Regions from separate parts of the Mus musculus genome. Here regions 2, 3 and 4 are each linked to region 1. The links are chromatin contacts, called in public HiChIP or PLAC-seq, Micro-C and promoter capture Hi-C maps. All regions are on one chromosome and are shown on one strand. Each heading gives the region's core, a stretch centred on a gene start, on an enhancer-like site or on the middle of the called end of the contact. The rest is flanking DNA. Distances are from core to core; before and after follow the strand shown.

Region 1 (6,370 bases), core at 24-2,523:
CTTCTGTCTGACCTGATTGGCAGCCACCTTTAATCCCAGCACTAGCATGATCTCTCAAATAGCTCTCCTTGGTATCTATTGAAGGACACCAATCTATGAGATCCAGACCCCACCTTTATACCCTCACGGAGAGGCTCTGCTTTGAAATCCATACCAGCTTGGTGCTAGGACTTCACATGTAAGTAACTTGGAGGGTGGGCGGCATAGTTCAGTCGCATTATGGAGTCAAAAGTATTCGACTTGTCATGACTGGCGCCTTCCTAGGCGTCCTCGGTGTTTGTAGCATGTGTCTGAACTTCATCCCTTTCTGTGGCCCAATTAATGCAGGACTGTAAGACCAGAACTCCCCCCCCCCCTTATATCAGTTTATGGGCATCCGGGTGGTTTCACTTTGAGGAAGACAGGCAGCCCCTAACCAGTAAGACCAAGATCAGATTCAAAATTTGCAAGGGGTCAGTACCTAATGATCTCCGTACCTTTTATCAGGTCATGGGGGGGGGGGGGGGTTGGACTTCGGGCTCCAGCAGCTGAGCCCCATCTGGGTAGTAGGAGGGGACTGAAAAATGACCCAATCAGTTTAAGTCCTCCCCAGGGAGGTTACACTGGGTCACGGTAATTTAACGATGCCAGAGATGTTTAGCGTCACAGAAACAGGTAAGAGGATCTAAATCCTTCAACTCCAAAATCTTTTTTTTTTTTTTGAGGGTACCAGGGCCTCGCACATACTTGGCAGGTGCTGTCTCAACCTCAGAGCTACACTCCAGCCCCCAAAACACTTTTGGTCAAGTATTGATTTTTTTTTTTCCGAGACAGGGTTTCTGTGTAGCCCTGGATGTCCTGGAACTCACTCTGTACACCAAGCTGGCCTCGAATTCTGAAATCCGCCTGCCTCAGCCTCCCAAGTGCTGGGATTAAATACAGCCCGGCAAAATATTGATATTTAATAAGGCAGAAAGTTCGTGCCCTGAAGAAACGAATGCTAAGTTTTCAGACCCTGGAAGTGTCCACTCGCACTCACCAAGAGCCTCAAAGGGCTTTCCCTTTCCGGCACGCATCCCGCCTGCTCCTCATCTGATCTCATCCCAAGCAACTACCACGAAGAGCCACCGACTGCGCACGCGCCGCCAGGAGGCCCGCTAGAGGGCGGGGTCGACCTCGGTGAGCCTGCGCAGTAGCAGAGCCTTGGGAGCGCGCGCCGCGGAGGCGAGGCCGGCGGAGGCCGGAAGGAAGTGCGGAAGAGGGCGGGGCTAGCGAGGGAAGCCCGCCGGTTCGCAAGACGGCCGTCGCGGCCTGATGACGTTGCACAATGGCCGGCCCCCGCGGGTAGTGGAGCCCGTTTGTTCCGCCCGCGTCGTGCCCAAAGCCGGAGCCAGTGAGGAGCGAAAAGGCTGAGGAACGTCTCGTCCACGCTGCCCCCACCACAGCGGAGCCGTGGCCGCCTCCCGTCTTCGCGTTGAGGTAAGCTGGGCCGGCGGGCGGCGGGGAGAAGGCCGCCCCAGCGGCGGCGGGAGCGAGGCCCCGGAGCCCGGCGCCGCCTCCCGAGCTCTCGGGCGCGCCCCCGGCTGTGCGCAGCCGCGGGCCGAAGCGCGGGCCGGGACAGCGGGCAGGCGCGAGCCCGCTGCGGCCTGGGACGTCCGGGCGGGTGCCGTGGCGCGCCGCGGTCTGCCGTGGTGAAGTTGCTTTTCCTGAAGCTGTCATTTTCCCTTCCGGGCCACTCGGCGTGGCACATGTTCGCCGCCCACAAAGGGGAGCGGATCGCGCAGGTTGGCTCGGGAGGAGGCCCGCTTGGACTCTCGACGGGCTCTGCAGGGAACTTTGAACTCTCTGGAGCCTCCTGCAACTTGCTCTCGCAACTTCAAGCGAGCACAGGTTGGACGGACCCACTGTGCTCCAAGAGTCCCGGGTCGCTTAGGAAGTGTGACCTCCTCGCCTCTTGGACTGTGAGCTTAGAGATGCCATTTCTTTAGTGTAAAGTAGCCAGGCGATTGTAGTGCTAGAAGGAAATTAAACTAAGACCTATAGTCTCGCCCCTACTAGATACTTAGTTTCCCGTATACTTTTGACAGCTGAGTTTACCGGGCACAATAGCTGTTTCAAATGAGCTTTTTCTTGGCACTTATTAACAAGAGTAATCTTCAGACCCATTTGAGGGTAGTAGAAGAAGGCATTTGTTTCTTCTTCATCACATTACCTATCCCAAGGCAGAGGTTGAGATTCTCTGTCCCTAGGCTAGTTCCCATTTCCCAGCCCCCTGAGAGGAGAATGCGAATGATCTGAACACGTTTGAAGCCAGCCAGTTCTGGAACCAATCAATATGTCCCCAAAGCTGAAACTCCTCTCTAGTCGTAGATGGGGAATGCTCAAACATTTTAAGAGCACTTCGGATTTACTTCCTGAACACTCAGCAGGTAAGTTTGCTTTGCTCATCTCCAAAGAGATAGCTTGTCATCTGCAGACCATCCCAAGGAGACCATCTCCTTACCGAAGAGTTTTTGCAGAGCTTAAGTCACTTTGCGGGTGGTGTTTTCAACATCCTGACATTCTTGCTCTATACATGGATGGAGCTATGAATAAGTTTTTTTAACCAGGCATAACAGAACTTAGACATCAACATAGGCTCTGCTCTGCTAAACTTCATCTCCCACAGCTGAGTATGGTGGCCCACACCTTAATCCCAGAACTTGGGGGGAAGCAGAAGCGAGGGGGTCTCTTAGTTCCAGCTAGCTTGGTCTACATAGTGAGTTCCAGGACAGCCAAAGCTACAAAGTGAGACCTTGGTTCAAAGGAAAAGTCGTTTTCCAGAAGTTGTATTTGTGTGTTATCGAGCCTCCTTAACAAAACCTACTTGGAACACGTTTCTCAGTAGTAGGCCAGTCAGTGGTGACCAAGTCTTTAATCTCAGAACGCAAGAGGCAGAGGCAGAGGCAGGTATATCTCTATTGGTTCGAGGCTAGTCAGGGCTACGATGAGAAACCCTGCCCCCCTCCCCAAGTCATACCCCATGTTTGCCCAAGAGTTGTTTTAACCTGAATTGGTAAATTCACCAGGCCAGGCTATTAAGTAGCTTGTAGCAGTTGCTGAAAATGACCCAGCTGTGAGGAGACCACGACATAACTGTTCTGTCAGTAGTAGAGTGGTTGGAGTCAGTTTGGCCTTCCTGAGCTGCTGCTGACACAAGAGCAGAACGCTGCTCTGGAGTTCTGTTACAATGTTTTACAAACAGGCAACTTTATTAGATCTCTTTCTAGTATGCAACAGGTGGTTCCTGGATTCATGGGGTTTTGTCGTTTAGTCAAGCATTTTCCAGTATGTCAAATGCAGCTGGGGACAGAGATATTGAAAGACTGTCATTCCACCCCTGAACAGGTTCACCATTGTGGATAGGAGGACTAAAGGTTAGTTCTAAACTTTGTGAGAGTCCTGCACTACTGGGTTAGTGGGTAAGAAGATTGTAAACATTGTAGCTGGGCTGGAGGATCCCCGGATTCACAGCTTATATGTAGCACATGAGTTCCCTGCAGCCAGCAGAGGGTAGCACACAGAATTAGTCTTTTTTTTTTGTTTTGTTTTTGTTTTTGTTTTTGTTTTTGAAGACAGGGTTTTTCTGTATAGCCCTGGCTGTCCTGGAACTCACTTTGTAGACCAGGCTGGCCTCGAACTCAGAAATCCGCTGCCTCTGCCTCCCGAGTGCTGGGATTAAAGGCGTGTGCCACCACCACCGAGCGGCAGAATTAGTCTTAACAGAGAATACTGATACCTAGAGAGACAGTGGACCTTTTTGGAGCATGGCTGGAGATCAGTCCCTCTACTGATTTCCCAGTATGGGCTTTTGGAAACAAGATCCCAACTTATAACAGCCTTCAAACAAACTATTGGAGTTTGTGTGCTGCAGTTAGATGGACAGAGTAATGCACAGTGCAAGAAACAAGATTCCTAACTTAGAGAGGAATTCTGGGGTTTGAACTACCAGAAAGGAAGAGAGAAATTTTATATGTTTGAGCTTGTTTATAACTTGTCATTGGTTGCTCAGAACAGCCTGTGATCCCAGGAGTCCTCTGTCCTTCGCTGCAAACACACACCAGGACAGCTATTCGCCCCACTACTTTATGGCATGTGTGCCAATAATTAACTGCCTTTACAGATCAGAAGTTGACTTACTCCTGGCAGCCAAAGTAACTGTAAATTCATCTGGAGGGTGGAAAAGCTCACTGGGCATGCACACAGAACACCAGCCTCTTAGAATTCTCAAGATAGTTAGCCTGGTTGTGTCTTTGTGTAAAATTGATGTTCCTGTGGGGAGTGTCTAGTACCTTGATATTTGGAGGGAGGGAGAGGGAAACAGAACCTAGAGGTTTATGCATGGTCTATACCAAAAAGGATTTATAGTAGTAACTTCAGCCGCTGGAAGTGGCAATAATTCCATCCATGTCTGGGCATACAGGTTCCAGAATATTCCTGAATGGCAGTCCTGAGACATATGCAGTAGCCATATAGCCTCAGTTTATTTACTTGGAAGGTTGATATAGGGATTAAGAATTGCATGAGGAAGCTGGGCATGCTGGCACATTCCATTAATCTCAGCACCTGGGAGGCAGAGACAGGCAGATGTTTGAGTTTCAGGACAGTCAGAGCTACAGAATGAGACCTTGTCTCAAAAAACAAAACAAACAAAACCCATGAGGCGTGAGGAAATGCATTCGTTTTTCAGGAGTCTTCAGCATTCTCAGCACCTGACAGATGGGCTGTCCCACGTTATCCAGTCATCAGTAAGCAAGCTTTTCTTGAGAGCTCTGGATGACTTGACTGCAGTTGACAGGAGTGGTATGAGGTTGCTTTGCCTGGAGAGTTCTCTCTCTAAGTCAGACTCACATATATAGAGTGTGTTTCCAGCGCATCCTCAGGTACCAGGCTGTGACAACCCCATAAGGGAGCTGCTGCTGCTGCTGCTGCTGCTCTTGTCCTTCAGGTGACGGCGTTGAGGCCTGGCAGCTGTGCTTGACTTGGCCTGAGATTTTAAACCCTGGAAGCAGTAAGCAAGGATTCAAGCTTTAACTCACAAGCCCAAATAAAGAGCAGCCTCCCCCCTTTACCAGTCTGCTGCTTATTAAGGTTCAGATATCTGGTTGGCCACTCAGTCTTCGTTTCTTTCCATAGGGTTTCATCTCAAGACTTTCAGGAATATTAAAAAAAAAAAAAAAAAGCCAACCTGTTAGACTCAAGTTTGACTGAAACTAAAAGCAAACCAACTTGTACCAGAGCCCCAGAAAGAGCTGTGAGCAGGTTAGAAGAGAGTCTTGTGAACCGTACACAAGATAGCATGCAGCTTGCCACATGGGCGTTGTGTGCTGCAGTATCAGTTGTATGACTTCCAAATTAGACTGGACATTTGGTTTTGCATACAGTTAGTTTGAAAGATATCTTTGTTTATGAGGTTGCCTTTAGGTATAAAATGGCAGAGTAGGGATTTGTCAGGTTTTAAGTAGGGTATATGAGACTTGGCGGTCAGGTCATCGTTGCTGACTTCTATTGTTACCAGTGCTACCCAGGCAGCTGGAGAGATGAAAAGTCTCTGTGCCTTGTGGAGACATCAAAATAGACAGTGTAATTAAAACTGCAATGCTAGGGATCAGATGTTACACACCAAGGAGTTCATGTGTTCAGTATATTGGCATTAGCCTGCCTTACTTACTGAAGCTATCCACCACACACACACATTGGAACTGTGCACAAACATTCTCTCAAACAGCAGAGAGCACAGATTCCCCATTCTGGCCGCTGTCCTACATGGCATTCACCCCTGCCCACTGTAGGAGTGAGTGCCATAGGCACCAAGGATGCTCACAGCATTCTACAGAGCTCAGAGGCTGTGCACATAACTTCTAACTTGTCCTTACTTGCTCTCTGCTCTCACACTCTAACCCAGTCGGGCTGCAGTTCACTGTTCACTTCAGGCTGGCCCTGTCTGTGTTTGCCGTCCTGGATAGGACTGACTTCAGTATTCCTTCCTCTCCAGTGATGGTAGATGACCAGAGAATCTTATCTATTATGTATTTTAAGTGACTTAAGATAGATTGTTTTGGGTTTTGGGATTTTGTTTGTTTTTCTTGTTTTATTTGCGGGGTGGGGTGGGGCAGGGTTCCAGACGGAGTTTCTCTGTGTATCCTTGGCTATCCTGGAACTCATCCCTCTTTAGATCCCCTTGTCTCTGCCTCCTGAGTACTGGCCTAAAGGCGTGCACCACCACTTCCTGTTGATAGGTTGATTTGATCTGAAAATTTATAATGTGATCATTGTGTTTTACAAATGATTGATTTTAAATGATTTATTGCATATTCTGTTACCCAGCAAACATAGTTTTTTGCTTGAGACT
Region 2 (5,913 bases), core at 2,899-5,398, 500 kb before region 1:
TTTTGTTTGTTTGTTTGTTTGTTTTGGTTTTTTGAGATAGGGTTTCTCTGAGTAGCCTTGGCTGTCCTGGAACTCACTTTGTAGACCAGGCTGGCCTCGAACTCAGAAATCCACCTGCCTCTGCCTCCCGAGTGCTGGGATTAAAGGTGTGTGCCACCATGCCCGGCTAGAAGATGACACTTTAAAGCTTGAGGACACATAAGAGAGAAGACTGGGGTTTGAGGTACAGCGTGGGGGAGAAGGCTGAGAGCTGGGTTGTGGGGGTGCATCTTGCAGGATGTAGGTATTTAGGACTCTAGGTGTGGATGTGTGGGGTCCCCTCATTGAGTACTTCTTGTCTTGTGTAACATCCAACACAGGGAATGGGCCCGCCCACTGGGAGCTGTGTTTGTCCTGAGGCAGGTGGCATTACCACCCACCAGCTCATTTAGCTGCCACAGGGCTGGCACTTCCTCAGCTGGGATCCAGGGTCAGGCCTCAGAGTGCAGCAGAGATTCTGGTGGGAGAGCTGGGGGCGTTTCCTCCCCGCTACGGAGCTGCGGGAACTTTCAGCTCATGCTTTGATTAAGCTGTAGGAGGAACCAACAGTCCACCCTCCACCCTCGGGTGCTTGGGGAAGTGGGCCATGGTGTCTGGGGCAAGTGTCCTGACTTCCCTCTTCCTCATCTGCCCTATGACAAAAGGCTTAGTGTCCCCAGCCTCTACCACTGTCAGATGTTTCTGGAGAGAGGCCAAGGACTTACAGATAGATCCTTTAGGGGCCAGGTGTGCTCAGTGTTTGAAAATACCCAGCCTAAAGCTAGGGAATCGCTAGAGGAGGCCCTGGTACAATGGGACTTCTACTCTGGGGTCCTAGAGGCTATACAAGGTTCTTGGGGTTCCTATTGGCCCAGATCTGAGTCTGAGCTTCGAAACTAATTTGTCTCTAGTACCCTTGTTCCAAGTCAGCCTGATAATACGCGAGCAAACACAAACACACACACACACACACTGCGCATCACCACCAGACCACTAGTCCACTAGTCTGGCAAGCTCAGTGGAGTTGTTTAAGGCGTTGGCACCATCCTGCAGGCCACTGTCTCTATAGGCAGGGCCGCTGGGTAAGCCCATGTCCCCACTCTTCCTCCTTCCTTCTCTGTCCTCTAGAGAAAAAAAGGTCCTAGATCCACGCTGCTCTGAGAGGAGACAGAACAGGCAGTTTAGGCTCTTGGCACATTGCAGCAGACATCAATTTTGTCCTAACAAGGGATGGCCAGGCTGGGAGATGCCCAGAGCCTTGTATTTCCTTCTCAGAATACCAACAGGACTTGTGCTGCTTCTGGGTGCCTCACAACCGGTGACTCCTGGCCCTAGTGAGTCACAGCTAGGTGTTCTGCCCAGCTGGCTTTGATGGTCTTAGCACAATATTTGACTTGAAATGTGTGGGGGCACGCAGGGAGGTGTGTGTGTGTGTGTGTGTGTGTGTGTGTGCATGTAGCGTGTCTTATTAGAATGAGTGTTCTCAGCTGGAGAAAACAGCTGCTACTTCAGGCCCTCTGACCTTGACCCTGTTGGTTTTCTTTGAGCAAGAAAATGCCAGGACACCAGCAATTTGTAGACAACCATCTTCCAAACTGCTTCTTCCAGAAATCAGACCCAAGGGGGAGCCAGCTGAGAGTGGGATCTACCCAGCGCCTGACTCTTCGCCTCTCTCTTGTCCGTGACCAACGAGACAAATGTTGGCTGATCTAACTGGTTTTCTTTTTCCTGGGAGCCAGCCTAGAACAGGCCGACAGGCACAGCTAAGAGCCTGGGCTCTGGGAGCCAGCCTAGAACAGGCCGACAGGCACAGCTAAGAGCCTGGGCTCTGGGAGCCAGCCTAGAACAGGCCGACAGGCACAGCTAAGAGCCTGGGCTCTGGGAGCCAGCCTAGAACAGGCCGACAGGCACAGCTAAGAGCCTGGGCTCTGGGAGCCAGCCTAGAACAGGCCGACAGGCACAGCTAAGAGCCTGGGCTCTGATGCAATCAAGCACAGTGATGGCAAGGTGTGTAAAAGCTCAGGAGGTCTTAAACCAAGCCTAGATGAGACCAATGCTGTGGCCCACTGAGGGGACTGCTACTCACCCTCTGCTTGGTTAAAATGGCTCTCCCTGATCACCAGCCTTGCAGAACTGCCCCCATGCTATAATCCCACGTACGGGCAGAAAAGGGGAGTTGGCCATACACAAGGAGAATCCCCACCCATTCCCGAATGTCCCAGGGCCCTCAGATCCTTTGCTTTAAGTCTGCTCATAAAGCAAGCCACCCAGGGTCCCTCAAGGAGGCTCTCGAGGTGCCAGCACATTCGCCACATTCGCCTTCCTTCCAGGCACTGTCTTTGGAACACTTTCTCCGATGGAGTGGAGGATGCTGGGTAGAGGTCCCACCAGTCTGTCTCTCTGTGCCCTCCCAGCCTCACCTACCAGCAACCAACCCTGTCCGAGTCTGGCTGGGCTGACAGAATGCCCGCTCCGTCTACTGCTTCTCACCACTGTGGGTCACCCACTTTTAGGGTCCCTCTGGTCCGATTCTCTCTGTTTTAAATGTCCTTGAGATGCTTATACCGGATGAAGCCAGGCATCCCCATCCCAGCACCGCAAGACCCCACCCCCTTTCCCTAATCCTGCAGAATGCTCTTAATAAATCCTGATTCCTTCTCATTTCACAACCACCTGCTTAATTAATGCCTGGAGATGTGGGGGATGGCTCTGCAGTCTCCAGCTGGGCTGGCCCCTCATGGTCCCCTGCAAGCTGTTCAACCCAGAGCTACCAAATGTGGCTCTGGCTCCCCACTTTCTCCTTCTTGTGAGCTCCTTCAAGACCAGAGGCCTGCACAGCAAATCAGTTGTGCTGGGATGTTTGTGGAGACAGGTGTTGTGGCTTCAAAAAGGCCATGTCCACTGGCTCTGTCCTATCTACTCAGGATGCCTCAGTTTCCCTGTCTGGCTCATTAACTGTTGGTAACAGGCTGAAGGTAGTGCCCAGCTCACTGCGGGCTAAGTGGCAGTTTGCAGATGGGTGTAACACAGCCAGGGTTCAAGTAAGACACAAGGTTCAGGTCAAGTACGTTGAGGTCAACAGAAGATGGAGAAACCTGCAGCTAACCTGAGGAAGACAAGGCCCCTTGCCTTCTCTAGGGACAGAGCTACCAGCTCAGTGTGGTGTCCCCCCTGTGGTGTCCTCACAGGGGCTGGAGGGCAGTGGGCTGGTGGCGCTGTGGGGGTTTGCAGAGCACCTGTCTCAGCTCCAGGAGCCTCATAAGATCACTGTACCAGGGACATAATCACTTGCAAGCCCTGTCGTTGCCTAGGACTTAGCGGAGTCCTGTATAGGCACAGGGGCAGCATGACTGGGTGGGGAAGGGAACAGGGATGGTGTGAGCAGGGAGGGTGGGGGCTGATAAAAGGCAGGGAGTGTTTGGGTCTATGAACCTCAGAGATGTGCAGATAACTGAATTTCTAGCTTTACCAACAGGGAAGGATGGTATGGGCCACCACCATTTCATTTGCCTGTGGACATAGCTGCCCCACCCGTCTCCTAATAGGGAAGTGGGGGGGGCAGTACTGTATGTATGTGACAGGCTCACCTCAGAGTGGCCAAGTGTTCAGGTACCTCTGCTGGGCAGTTCCCAAACTGCTTCAGGATGTCAAGCTAAGAGCCGAGAAGGTTGCCCAGGGCCTCAGCTTTGGGCTTATACACACCTGCCATCAGAACCCTCTGCTCTTATAGCTACTCTCTGTTCAGATAGTGATACCTGGAAACTGATGGCTGGCCCCGAGGACCCGAACAGTACCCAGTCCCTTGGCTAGCAAATGTGACTTGGAAGACAAGACCCAGTAGGGGTTCTAAGACCTCAAGGGTCCCTCTGCCACAGATGCTAGCCTAGGGGCCATGCTAGCCTGCAAAGAGCAGTGAACCCTAGTTTCCAAGTCTGACCTGTCTATGAGACAGGTGTGTGTGTGTGTTGTGAGATGACCTGGCATCACTTAACTTCTTGCTGGGCTCCTTTCCTCCTGCACCTCCCCTCAGATGGTGCTCTCAGCACAGTTAGCCTCACCATTAGCCTACTGGTTTCCTCTGGGCCAAGCCCCTCCCACCTAGAGGCTTCCAGAAACCCTCTCCCTCTTGTGACCTTAATGTGTCCCTGGCCCCCTGGCTTCCTTCCAGCCTTGTCACCCTCAGGGGTTGGTGAGCAGAGGAATGTATGTACGGCTGTGAGACTTGGGTGGGCTGGGAGGAAAGATGCTTCCTACACAGGGAATTTGGCACAGACCACAGAACACAGTCAGCAGCTTAGAATTCCAATAGCTTTTAAAAAAAACAAAACCAACCCCCCAAAAAAACAAAAAGCCTCACAAAACAGCAGACCTCTGTACCCCCCCCCCAGTCTAATGTAACAGGCTAGCCATTAATACAATAGTAAAAGACATTATAACCACAGCACTATCTCAGGTGGCACAGCAGATGGACCCAGTGTGGTGGGTCAGACACTGACCATTGAAAGGGGCCAGGTAGGGGTGTCTTTCAGGGCAGTGACATGTTAGGATAAAACCAAAATAGAAAGCACTGGGCAAAATGGCGGTGGTCGGAGCTTGATTTGAAAATAAAAACCTACAGATGGGCATCCTCAGAACATCACAAACAGGAATGACAGGGCCTTCTCAGAGAGCCTGGGTCAGCACCATGAATCCCTGCCCTTTAACCCAGGCTGTATCTGGGGACACACCCCAGGATGGAACTGGGTCCCTGCCCTCATTTCCAGGGAAGAGACCCCAGTTCCCATATCTGGGAGAACCTTCAAGAGGCACTCTGACCTTGACCTTGCTTCCTCACCCCAATGAAAGGGAACCCCAGAAGCACAGAGGAGAGGTCAGGGTGGCCAGTGGTAAGTCACCACTATGTAAGAACTGCATAGTAGCCATTCCAGTAGACACCCCTTCAGGGAGGCCATGGTCTGAGGCAATGGCAGAGGCCAGCAGGGGACGCACATCCTGAAGTCCCTCCAGCAGATCAGCTCCTTCAGTGATGTGCTGGCTGGACCCAACTGTCTCACCCAGAGCACAACGGGAAGGCTGCAGGATGGTCCCACACATGTAGCCAGTGGCTTTCATACTCAGGGAGCTGGAGTGGTCACACCACACTGGTGGCAGAGAGCAGAGGGGTGCTTGGTGCCTATTTTTCTGAACAATGGCTAAGGGTGGGGCTGGAGGGAGCAGTAGTGACTTTGACAGAATGCTACTAGCAGTCTCAAGAACAATGGGGACAGACCAGGTGCTTGGGGGTGGGGGTGGGGGTGGGAGAGCCATGGTGCTGGTCTGGTTCTAAGAGAGGTGGGGCAGGGCGGGGAGTGCTGTGCGTGTGAGAGCCGGGGCACTGCTGCATTGTGTGCACAGAGCACAAGGCCCTGCAGCGGACAGCTAGGTGCTGTTAGGGTCATGGCTGCAGAGATCTTTCATATGGAGCCAGGACTTCAGGGCGGCGAGAGCTGAGCTCTACATTTTCAACCTAACAAGTGACCCACACAGTAGAGCTCTGTCTCATGAGAAAGGTTGGGGTTCCATCTCTAGGGTCCCAGAAAACTAAAGTCCAAGCTAGCATATGTGTCGTCCATCTGTCAGTCCAAGTCCACAGTGGAACAGGTGATGTGCAAGTCTCAGTAGTTCTTCTGACCTGGTGACAGTGATGCGGTCCCCTTGAGGCACTCTATGCTACTGAACGACAGCCTTGGGAAAAGAGCTGTGGCCAGCAGTTCCCACAGGGCCGGACTGTGCGGCCACGGCATCTCCTGCTCCTTGCTACCCTGTTTTGTTAAAAAATAATCATCTCGCTAGTGTAAACTTGACCCAAATGCACGCTACAAAAACCAAAACAAAACAAAAATCACAGGGGAGAAA
Region 3 (5,632 bases), core at 63-2,562, 300 kb after region 1:
CACACCCAGCCAGACATAATGAAGCCACATCCTGGCCTCAGGATAGGAGGGACGGGTGTGACAGTTACTGGGATCAACCCTACAAACAGGAGCATGAGATCGTCTGTTATTTTGAGGAATTGGGCTCTGAAAGTCAGCTTTAGCTCACATGATCAGATAGTTCTATTCATGGAGCAGGGGGGTAGGTCCAGCCAGCACTGTGGTCAAGAAGCCCAAACACACCAAGTTCAGGGCCATGAGTTGAAAGGCAGCGGCTCAAAGCCAGGAGCTGCCAGCCTGGCTGCCTTCTGCTCCACCTTAGTCAGCCCGACTCCGGCTGAATTCCCAGCCATCTGTCCCTCCGCGGTGCTCACACCTCCTCACACCTCCTCCCCGCTGTTCCCACAGCCTGGCTCTGGGCCTGCCCTACACACAGATGGACCGTTCCCAAAGCCTGTGAGAAGGATCAGAGCCGGAGGCTGTGCCTGCACCTGGCTGTCAGGACCCCAGGGAGGGCGGTCAGGATCCCCTCCCGACCATCAGGAAGGATGCTCAGCTCCATGGCCCTAATGGCTGATCCAGGGACCAAAATAAGAGGGGGAAGGGCTAGAGAAAGCAGCAGACCCTCTCCTGCCAGCACTATCTCCCAGGAAGGTTGCCCTCCCGCTACTCCAGTCAGTCCCGAGCCCTGTCATTCAGGCTACCAGTCTTTGTCAGGAGACCCGGCACCCCAGGGGGCGCTTGTGGGTGGTGGTTGGGGAGCCCATACTCCCCCACCGACTCAGCTCCTACCTAAAGATGAACCACACACACTCTGGACAGGTCAAGCTGTCTGCTCACCTAGGGTGGCTGCAACTCAGTCAAATGAGTGGGCAGAGTTGGCTCCACCCTGCCGTGGGCACGAACTTTGTAAAGTGGAGGGGCTGGAGAGGGGGTGCAAAGCGAGGACCCCCGGGACGGCAGCAACCGGCAAAGTAGGGTGACAGCGGCGGTGTTGAACAGGGCAGGGGCGGCACTTACGGTCTGGAGCTCCAGGGGACCGTAGCTCTCTCGCAACCCGGCTCCCGAAGTGGCTTTTCCTTCTCACTGGGTCGCCACCTCCATAACTTGGGGGCGATCCGTACGCTGTCTTCTCGCGCTGCGCGGGGCTCAGGCGCGCGGCGGGGTCGGGGCGCGCGGGGCGACCGCCTGGGCCATGCCGAGTGCGTTCGGCCCCCAGCGCGGGAACAAAGCCCGCACGCTGCCCGGGTGGTTTCGGCCTCGGCGGCCGCCGGGTCCAGCCGCCGTGCTTTCGGCTCTGCTGCCGCGCGCTCGCCCGCGCGTCTCACCGAGTCCCGCGGCCCCCGCCCCGCGCGCTCCGCCCCCGCCTCCCGCGCCCCGCCGCCGCTGCGCCACCTGCCTCCAGCCCGACGCCCATCGCGCTCGCTCCGCCCCGGGGCGCCGGCCGCCGGAGAGAGGCCCGGTTCCGTGCGCCCGGCGCCGCCCAATGCCCAGAGCGGCTCCCGCCTCCACCGCCCGGGTGGCCGAGGGGCCCCGGGACGCGCCCGGCGGACTTGGCTATGGGGTCCGACTCAGGACGTAGGGACCTCAGGAGCGCCAGGCCGCGCGTGGGACCCCCGTACGGATGCAGGAGAGCGGGGCCGTGGAGTGGGAACGGGCCGAGGAGTCCCAGCGCGTAGCCAGTGCGTGCGGCGCGGGGCAACCCGGTGCGGGGCGGACTCCTAGCTGTGCGCCCCCGCCCCGCGCAGGCCGCGCCCCGGGAGGGCGGGCGAGCTGAGCGCACCGCACACACCCACCTCGGAGCAGTCGCAGCCCGACGGCGTCGCTGCTCCCGGAGCCGCGGTGTCTACTCCGGGACGGGGAGGCGGGCGCCCCTCCTTCGGCCGCCGCACCCCCCCTCACCCCCTTCGCAAGCCCTTCGGGGTACCCGGGCCACCTGCGCGTTCTGCCGGCAGGGGGCGCGCTCCACCCGCCGCGCTCGGCCTTGGTCCCCAAGGCGCCAGGCGACCTGCGGCAAGTGGGCTCAGGATCCCGCTCTCCCCACTGCCATCGGGGCCGGCGTTCGCATATGCTTTGCATTCGTTTGCATATCATTCATTTTAATGTCAACCTGAGGAAAAGCCCCCAGCCGCTGCTTCTGCTTGTCCGCGTCCTACTTTCTCTGCTTCCTCTGAGCCTGCTCCCCACCCACTTTACCCACTTTTCCTCGAGGCGCCTTGCGACAAGTCCCAGGCGTTCCTCCGGTTGGTACATTTGAGCAAACTCGCTGCACTTCCTTCCTTTCCCTTCCCAGTTTTTCACTCACTCACACTTTGCTTCTTTGAGACTAAGGAGAGACCCAGGGTCACCGCCTGCAGAGACAAGGGGCCAGAACTTCAGATCAGCGGGGGGGTGGGGGTGGGGGGGGCTTGATTTTCATCTCATTAGGCATACATCTGCATGTGAAGGATAAAAATCTAGCAATGTGCCAAAATTAAATAAATAAATAAGTAAAAATACCCTCCGTTTCTTTCCAGGCTTGCTGTAGTGGCTTGGTTTTCCCCAGTTGGGGTCCCTCTCAGGGGTTCACCTCTGCCTTCTTGAAAAAGCGTTCCTGCACGGTCCTCCTGGGGTGGGATCTGGGCTCCTTGGTTTCCCGGATCTCCCTCTGTGGAGGATGCTATCTAATCCTAGTCTGACACCTATAAAACTGTCCACATTTTCAGATCTCCCTGGCCACATGTATCAATCTTATAGAGGAGTGGAGGGTCCCGAGCCCATTTCACAGAGGAATGTGGATCTAGAAGAGTTGGCTATGTGGCTTGAGACCGCAAACTTTTTATCCCAGGCATATGGACACCAGCTGTGTGGCTGCTAGTGTGCTGTGTACACCGAGAAAGCAAAGGACAGTCCTCTTCAGAGATACTGTCGTGAAGAGTGGCCCCGGCAGAGTGGCCTCTCAGCAGACCTCGTAAGCCAGTCTCTGGGAGCTCAGCCTGAGGCAGGAGTGGGACCCTCAGCTTGAGCTGCAGGTTTACCCACCTCGTGCTGCTGGGTGGCATGTCTGTTTTGTGGTAAGTGGCCAGTGTGTGGCTTGAACTTAAGAAAGGTGCTCACAACCTCTGTTGGAGGTACAGAATTCAATGTGACAGGTAAACCTCTCAGCTAGGAAGCTCTCCCAAGAGAGAGCCATGGCTGCTGCACAGGGAGGAGATGGTGGGGGCCCTGAGGGCTGCTTTGTATGGAGTGGGCCGGCCCCACTGCAGCATAGTCACAACGAGTCCTGACAGCCGTTGTCCCTCCATTTTTCCACCAGCTGGAAAGACATTTCCAGAGCCCATTTGTTACCCACTTGGTCTCCCTGCTACTTTATGAAGAGCTGGTTCCCTGTGGAAATGTCCAGGTCACAGCTCTTCGACACTCTCATGTTACCTTATGGAAGCTCTCAACCCACACTGTGTATCCAGTCCATCTGCAAGACACACGCCTTCTCAGAACAACAAAGAGTCACCAAGCACCAGGGATCACGTGGACACCTTAGAGGCAGCAGCCGCTCAGGAAATCAGGTGCCGCCTGAAGCTCTTTATTGTCTATAGAGACCTGGGCTTGATTCAATTCAAAGGAGCCACTTTCTCTTGCTTATGGCAGTGTGGCTTTCCCCAGTGAAGTCAGCTCTCTACCTTTATCTGGTCCCTGCTTCCCACGAGGCTGTGAGAGGGGCTGTGCCTGCCCGAGCTGACAGTACAGAGCTCACAGTACAGAGCTGACACCAGACTTGCAGCTGGGGGCTCTTCTTAGAACAGAAGCCCCTTTCTCTAAAGAAAGCAATCTCAATGTCTAACACTTCCAGCTACACCTGGGTTGTTTCTGCTATCCTCACCCCCCAGAAGGGCAGCACCTCCTTTTCTCACGGCTCAGGGTGACATTTTGACGGCGGACACCATCATTAGACATTTAACTAAACACGCAGAATACGAAACTCAGACTGGACCTCACTATAAAGGTGAGTTTTGTTGAGTCTCTGTCCACTCCTTAGTTACCAGTGCCCTACACCAGGGACACTATCCATGTTGTGCAGACCCAGGGACAGCTCTGCCTTCTGATCAATCTTTCTATGAATCTTTCTATGAATCTGCTTCAAAAACTTGGTCTATTTATTTTAAAAACCCCGGGAGACAAAAATATAGATATCAATGACATTTTAAACACCTTATGTAAATAATAAAGTGTATGTGCCATTGAGAGGTGTAGGGGAATGGGCTCTGGTCTGGCACCTTGATGCCTTCACAGCTTTTCTTTCTGTGATGCACATTTCTATTCTATTCCACAAGGAATAGGTGCAATGGCCAGTGACCATAATCCCAGCATTTGGGAACCGAAGCAGAAAGATAGTGAGTTCCATGCCAGCCTGGGCTATGTTAAGAGACACTACTGAGAAAGAAGAGAGTGGAGAGAAGGAGGAAGAGGGGGAAGAAGAAGAAGAAGAAGAAGAAGAAGAAGAAGAAGAAGAAGAAGAAGAGGAGGAGGAGGAGGAGGAGGAGGAGGAGGAGGAGGAGGAGGAGGAAGAGGAGGAGGAGGAGGAGGAGGGAGAAGAGGGGGAGGAGGAAGAGCAGGAGGAGGGGGTGGGGGAGGAGAAAGGGGGAAGAGGAAGAGGAGGGGGAGGGGAGGGTTGAGATGAAGGAGTCATGTGGTCAGTCTCTCTAGATAAAATGATGGATCATGGTGTGTGCCGATCCAGGTAGCTGAAATTCCAGCTCTAAGCTGGACAGAAAACAGCCAAGCCATCTCAAACAGTGCAGCTCTAAAAAGAACTGCCTGCTGCCTCCCTCCCATGTTGAGGTCCAGGTGCTTCTCATATACACGCTTGGAAATGATGCATTTCTGCCGATGAGGAAGCTGGCCCTGGGAGACTCGGGTCTTGTGGTTGTGGCTGGGATGGGCTATAGCCCATCTTGTTTGTTCCCCACCTATCTTCTGACATTTCTGGCTCAGCCTCAGCCCTTTGGCTGCCCCCTACCCCCACCCCATAACCTTAGGGCCACTTACCAGCCAACCACATAGAGTATGATGGTCTCAAGGAAGGAGGATAGACAGACAGATGGCTGCCTCTGTCCCTTCCAGACAGCAGAGGGAACAAGTGCGAGCTTTGACCTTTGTCAGAAGGGTTAGGGGCAGAGTGGCTCAGACGTGGCCTTAGTGAGCGGGCTGGCACTGTACACATCACAGTAGCTACAGCACAGATTCCTCACACCAGCAACTCCCATTCCGTACCCAGAACTCTCCATATGCATCTTCCTATAGGATCTTCCTGAAGTCAGAGAGGAGAGGAAGCTCCCACAGGCTTCTCTTTCTCTCTTGGAGGGACTGATGACCTCTGATACCAGGAAGACATGTACCTCCCTTGTCTGCTAAGCCCCCTGGGATGAGTTAGCTGGATTTTGCTTCTTATCTCTATGCAAAAACAAGATTTGGAAAAATCACAGGAGCTGACAGTGTGGACGGCTCTGCAGGAGTGCCCGGGGTGATGCTTGTTTGTCAGGCACTTTGGCCATGGTGATGAAGAGACTTAAGATTGATCCAGAAAGTCATAGATTAGGATTCACCTACCTGAGTCTCTACTGTTCTTGACACTGTCTAACAATGAGAACGTGGAAGACCCATCACCTTTCCTGAC
Region 4 (5,635 bases), core at 2,033-4,532, 350 kb before region 1:
CTGCTCCTCGTCCTCGTCTCTGGCGTGTCAGTCTGTGCTGTCCCTTGGGGATCCCTGAGGTCAGCTGTAGGCTAGCTGGCGTTGGCTGCCGGGAGATGAAGGGTCTGGCTGTTGACCTGGCGTCAGCTCTCATGTCACTGCAGTCAGACGTTTCCACATCCAGAGCCTGTTGGGAGAACCTGCAGATCAGGGCTCTGTTCCAGATGCGGGGTGAGCAGGCAGAGTGAAGGGAATGGAAGTTCATCTTTGGGAGATAAGTGCAGACTTGCCCCTGTGTGCCATGCCATGGTGGCCTGCATTGCTGCATTCTTTTGTAGCTGAAGGCTTGTATCTGCCAGACTCCTCCCTGTAGCAGCGGGGATCCCCAAGAAGACTCACTACTTGGTTTTCTTGGGCAGCCAAAATGTACCCTCGTCACCCAACCCAAGCTCATCGATGCTGTCCAATAGCTGGGATCTGACTCAGGTTTTTATTATTCACCAATTTAACATTAAGGTCAAACCTCAACCTGTGCGGTTGATTCTCTTGAAGCACTGCTAGATGCCAGAGACTGGAATGTGCTTGATTCAGGCATGCAGCGGACCTTCCTGTGCTCATTGTGATACACCACACATTTAACATTTGTAGTACATACCTGTTGGGTTCCTCTGCAATTGTCAGTCACAGAGCAAGTGGTCCAGTGTTGCTGGAGTCTCTGGAGCCTTGTTTGTGGGCTGTGTGGTTAGATGCCATGTGTCCTCCTCCCTGCCCTGCCTGCCATCTCTGGCTCCCAGCTGTCTTCCTACAGTGTCCTTGTGGCTGTCATAGCTCTCACCTGAGAGTAGCATTACCAGTGACACCTTACTTAGCTTGTCTCATGTAGCTCTGGCTGGCCTCCAACTCACTTAAATAGCCAAGGCTGGCTTTCAACTCTGCTTCTCCCTATCAAATGCTAGGATAATCAGCCATCATGTGTGGCTTAAAGGTGCTTGTTTTGTTAAATGCCTCGGAAACTCCTTCTGGTGCTGGAGGCAGACTCAGGAATGGCCCACACAGCAGAGCAGGTGTTTGTCTTCCCCTGTTGCTGGAGGAGGAATGGTCACTAGTATGACAACTCCTGAGAGTGGACCAGAGGCCCACGGGGCAGGCCCAAGAAGCATGGCTAGAACTGGACACTTTGAGGGACGGCCAGGCCTTCCTGGCAAGTACCCTCCTAGTGAGTATGATGATGGCACCCTGACACGTATCTTGATCTCTTCATCACAGCAGCCAGCCAAGGTGATGGCTCACCAGCTCCTCCCTACAGCTGAACCAGATGTGGTCAGATCCCGTAGCCAGGATCCAGGCCCCACAGCCTCCTCACTGGGAGACAATTTGTAAGCCAGGCCTGGTAGCTTCTAGTCTTTGAAAGCCATGACTTTCTAAGCTTTTTTCCAGCTGGGAATCTTGCTTCCATTCATTGATTGGTTGGTCAAGTTACACCTTTGTCTTAATATTGCAAATTCAGGTTTTCCTACAGTATAACACCTCACGTCTCAGCAGCTTCGCGTTTCATATAGAAAGTGGTTTTCTTGGCAGTGCTGGTAGGACAGCGCTGCTGAGCAGGGAGGGTGTTGTTTGCTACAATCAGCACAGCAGAGTTTTCTGGGAAACTGGTTCTGTGATTGCAAGAGTTTCCTTAAATGCAACTGCAGCTACTTTAAATTCATCATGGAGGAACCTGTAAAAATGTAACATGATTGGGGAACTGGTTATGTCATAACTCCTAACTTGGGGTTTCCAAATGTGGCCTGGCTTCTGAGTTACCAGGAGATAGCAAACCAGGCAGCCACAGTGTATCAGCACCTCTCCTTTTCCTACCTCTTCCCCACAAGGTGGGATCTGTGGCTTGACAAGTCCCTGCAGAGCCTATAGCCCCCATTCTGATCTCTTCCAGTCGTGGGGCCTGTGCCAGAATCCCATTCCTGTCAGCGGTGACTCAGTGGCCCAGGCTAATCCCTCCCAGCTTTGGCCTCTGGGAGGAGACACACTTGATCTGCCTGCTGGAAATGAAATGATCCAGGTTTGTAAGTGTTTCTTGTCGGGAGATGTGGGTGGCCTGACCAGTGTTTTCCAGGGACCTTGAAAGAAGGGTCAGGTCAGAGCTCTGGACAGCAGGCACGTCCTGCTTGCCATAGGTCCTTACAGAGCCTGTGCCACACACTAAGCCCAGGCTTACAGAGGCTGCCACAATGACTGCCACTGTCTATGCTGAATCCCACAGAGGCCTGAGGCTAAGAGCTTGCTTGGGCAGCCAGAGACATCAGAGTGGAGGTGCATGTTAGGGGTTTGGCATTGCTGACAAGGTCACTGTGAACAGGCATGGACTTTACATGCAGATGTGTGCATGTGCACATCTATGACCACATGTGTCTTAAGACATGTGTATAGGCATACGAAACAATTGATGGCATATGAAGACATATGGCTTGATGAATGGCCATTAAGTCAGGCCCATCTGCTGAGCTTGGAGCCTTCGTCCCACGGAGCCTTTCATTCTTGGAGACAGGGCCATTCTGCTATTGCAGCAGTTCTGGTGTTTGTGTCCTTTCCTTCCTTCTGAAGCTGCTGCTTCTGCTGTTCAAGGAACCCCCCCCCCCTCCCACTGCCTGTCCTTGGGTTACCCTGGTGGATGGCCCAGGGTAGGTCAGGGGAGACAGCCAGGTACACGTGGGCCAAAGATCCTCCATAGACACTGTCCTGTCTGTTTGACCTCAGGTTCTTGCAGTGAGACTAGGAAGCTCCGGGGACTCAGATGCTGTGTGGGAAATGTTCATCTGTCTGTAGAGCATGGCTTCGCTAGCCTGCAGGGTTGGCAGAGAAGCATGTGGGACCCAATAAGATCCACAAGAACTGCTGAGTAAAGAGAGCAGGAGGTATTCTGGGTAAATGCAGGGGAAGAGAGAGCCCAAGCTGCCCTGCCTACCCATGAAAGGTCAAGAGTCTGGAAGAGCCAAGGCTCTAACCAAGTCTGCCACCAATGGCCGTCCCCAAACAGGAGCTCTTGCTTGCTCTTTCCTAAATATAAAATTCTAGGTTTTGTTTCACGTTGACCTGCTTGGTCAGATGAAGCAGAGCACCAGGCCTGGAGAAATGTAGTTCTGAGCACAGACGATGACCTTGCCTACAAGTCAGTGTGAAGGAGAAACCCAAGGGCTCTGTCAGTGACTCTTAGAAGACTGGATCATTGTACTCTGTTCAGGCTTTTCCCTCTGCAAGGGGCCTAGCTTAATCTAAAACCAGGAGCCTTTACTGTCAGCCAGCTGTTGGGCAACTCAGCATCTGTTGCCCTGCTCTGCTCTGAAGAGGGAGGGTGTGGCCAGTAGCATTGTGCAGCAGCTGTGCCAGAGTGGGTGTGGAATAGGGAACGCTGAGGTTTTGGGGGCAGAAGTACCAGGCAAGTGTTTATGTGGACTTTTGAGCTTGCCTGGAAACCAGAGCCCAGATGTGTGTTTGCACACCCTCTTTCCTTTTAATTAACCTGAGTTTAAGCACCTAGAGAGGGCCGAGGGCCAGCTCCCCTGTGTTTGCATAGCCCACTGCCTGTCACCATGGCCCATGGAGATTCCTGTCCTCCTATGCCCAGATGTTGACATACAGAAAAGCATCAGTAAGCAGGTTCAGGGAGGTGTGTCTGGAGGGCTGTCTGTGTGCAGGGACAGGCTGTCACTGCTGCTGCTGTCTCTTGACTCTTCCCTGAGCAGAGTCTGTCAGGTCCTCCATAGGTGCGCGGACTCACACTGGAAGTGAGATGACCCAGAAGCCACTGCACTCTCCAGGAAAGAGGTAGAGCGACCACTTCCCAAAGACATGCCAAGAGTCCTTAGGAAAGAGCCACTTCCTGATTCTGTCACTGCAGCCCATCTGACGGAGTTCAGCAGCAGTTGCCAAGGGGACAGCTATATTCAGTCTTTTGGCAGTCATTTCCCCAAATAGTTCTCACTTTTTCTTAGCTATTCAAAAATGTTAAAAAGGGCTTTTCAGTCATTAAAAAAAGTACCCCCCCCTCAATATTTTCCCACTACCGTGAACCTGAGTGTGTTTTCGTTTGGCAGACCCTCATTAGCATAAGAGACACTGTCCTCGATTGCAGTGTGTCCTTTAAAAAGGCACATGTCATCTGACAGCACAGCTCTTCTTAGAAGTTGACTGGGTGTTTGTGCTGCTGTCTCTGCTTGTGGGGAACCACATGGTCTTCTCCATACCAAAGGGTGGTGTGCCATCATGCCACAGGAGCCTCCAATATGGGCATTCCGTCCACTGCTGTTCTTGCCTGCCTGGGACTGTACAACACTGATGAGGGCGGGGCCCATGGTTCCTGGCAACTGTGAAGGAGCAGATGGAGGCTCTGCATTGCCTGCCTCGAGCCCCCTGCCCAGTTGTGTGAGCACCAGGTGTGGTTTGTGGGAAGTGAATCAGTGGTAAGAATATCCAGGGCTGGGGTCACCCCAAGGGTCACCCTGAGTTTAGTCCCTCCTCCAGGTCCATTCTGAGGCAGGGTCACTAGTTATACAGGGTCAGGATGCTGGAAGGATGCAGCTAAGAAGGACCGAGGGGTCTGTTCTGTAGTGACTTGCTCCTGGTGTCTCTGCTTATACCCTCCCCACAGCCTGTTTACCTCTCACTCTCCCCACCACAGTAGCTCTTCCCTTCTCTCTCTCTCTCTCTCTCTCTCTCTCTCTCTCTCTGTCTGTGTGTGTGTGTGTGTGTGTGTGTGTATACGCACACAGAGGTGGATGGTATCCTCATCTGTCTTTACCTTTTTCCTGAGACAAGCTTTCTCACTGAACCTGCAGCTCACTATTTTGGCTAGGCTGGATGGTGAGCTAGCTCCAGCAATCTTCCTGTTTGGGTTACAGGCTAGCTCCAGCAGTCTTCCTGTTTGGGTTACAGGCATACACAGCTGCCCTTGATTTGTGTGGATGCTGAAGCTCCAAACTCACGTCCTCATGCTTGCATACAAGCAGTCTACCCACCGAGCCATCTCTGCAGCCTCCCTCTCCTTTTGCTTCTCTATCTAAAGTTATTGGCTCCACATGGGCTCTGTCCAGGGCTTTGTTAAGCTCTTCTGCCGTCTTCAGTGTGCCCGTGCAGGCTTCAAGTTCTAGCTTATTTGTTTTGACACGGGCTTTAAAAGACTAATGCCTGTGTGTCACAAGGGTGTTTCTGCAAGACTTGAGTGTGAATGTGGCATATTTCATGACAGTCGAAGACTCAACACTCACATAAGCAGACGTCTCTCTGCACTGGGCAGTGAGGCTCCATTGCACTTACATCCATGCTGCAGGCCTGGGGGCCTCCTGCTGCTCCAGGACCTGAAGAGGATAGGGGTCTGCTGACCCGAGCTCCACTGACCAGCCTGGCTTTGTCCCCAACCCCAGGTACTGCAGGGTGCTCAGCTCATAGCCGTGGCCTCTTCAGACCCTGCTGCTACAGGAGTAGATGGGTCGCCTCTCCAGGGCAGTGACATTCAGGTTCAGTATGTCCAGCTGGCGCCTGTGAGTGACCACACAGCCGCAGCGCAGGTGAGTCCTGTCCCTCCCGGTCCCACCAGCCTCCCTAGTAGATACTGAACTTGGGCTTGTCTGACATACCTGTAGACCCAGGAACCCTTGTC

The links. Promoter capture Hi-C pulls out the DNA fragments that hold promoters and counts their contacts. Hi-C and Micro-C count contacts between places; a contact is called where the count stands out from the background. HiChIP or PLAC-seq counts read pairs in DNA pulled down with a chosen protein or histone mark.
Region 2: a contact with region 1 is called in a promoter capture Hi-C map of embryonic stem cells, with 2.6 times the contacts expected there. The contact joins the enhancer-like site here to the promoter of Zc3h18 in region 1. A contact is called at or near these places in 3 of 39 promoter capture datasets (the 3T3-L1 cell line, embryonic stem cells and liver) and 4 of 115 datasets of contacts at active chromatin or transcription factors (the NIH/3T3 cell line, embryonic stem cells and pancreatic cancer cells).
Region 3: a Micro-C map of embryonic stem cells shows a contact between it and region 1, with 12 times the contacts expected there. The contact joins the promoter of Cbfa2t3 here to the promoter of Zc3h18 in region 1. A contact is called at or near these places in 1 of 39 promoter capture datasets (neutrophils) and 1 of 484 Hi-C or Micro-C datasets (embryonic stem cells).
Region 4: an H3K4me3 HiChIP or PLAC-seq map of bone marrow-derived macrophages shows a contact between it and region 1, with 2.4 times the contacts expected there. The contact joins the enhancer-like site here to the promoter of Zc3h18 in region 1. A contact is called at or near these places in 6 of 39 promoter capture datasets (the 3T3-L1 cell line, cranial neural crest, embryonic stem cells and 2 more) and 3 of 115 datasets of contacts at active chromatin or transcription factors (bone marrow-derived macrophages, embryonic stem cells and neural tube).

Annotation. Positions count from the first base shown.
Region 1 is chr8:122,375,343-122,381,712 of GRCm38.p6, forward strand. It overlaps Zc3h18 (zinc finger CCCH-type containing 18), which reads left to right and starts at 1,274. Exons shown (of 18, transcript NM_001029994.1): 1 at 1,274-1,458. It overlaps Gm39270 (adenomatous polyposis coli protein 2-like), which reads right to left and starts at 1,742. Exons shown (of 2, transcript XM_030243895.1): 1 at 1,019-1,742. The coding sequence starts at 1,729. The coding sequence ends at 1,091.
Region 2 is chr8:121,876,838-121,882,750 of GRCm38.p6, forward strand. Slc7a5 (solute carrier family 7 (cationic amino acid transporter, y+ system), member 5) reads right to left here. Exons shown (of 10, transcript NM_011404.3): 10 at 4,309-5,913. Gm26812 (a long non-coding RNA gene) reads left to right here. Exons shown (of 4, transcript XR_879277.2): 4 at 2,349-2,681. Among named protein-coding and RNA genes, the nearest start is that of Slc7a5, 28 kb to the right of the region's middle. Within about 2 kb of position 4,149, at least 8 of the 459 cell types and tissues checked have an H3K27ac peak or open chromatin away from gene starts, as enhancers often do. A contact at or near this core is called in embryonic stem cells, where this site is marked.
Region 3 is chr8:122,676,863-122,682,494 of GRCm38.p6, forward strand. Cbfa2t3 (CBFA2/RUNX1 translocation partner 3) reads right to left here and starts at 1,313. Exons shown (of 12, transcript NM_001109873.1): 1 at 1,000-1,313.
Region 4 is chr8:122,018,604-122,024,238 of GRCm38.p6, forward strand. Banp (BTG3 associated nuclear protein) reads left to right here. Exons shown (of 14, transcript NM_016812.4): 12 at 1,916-2,041; 13 at 5,400-5,543. Among named protein-coding and RNA genes, the nearest start is that of Mir7237, 43 kb to the left of the region's middle. Within about 2 kb of position 3,283, at least 78 of the 459 cell types and tissues checked have an H3K27ac peak or open chromatin away from gene starts, as enhancers often do. A contact at or near this core is called in bone marrow-derived macrophages, where this site is marked.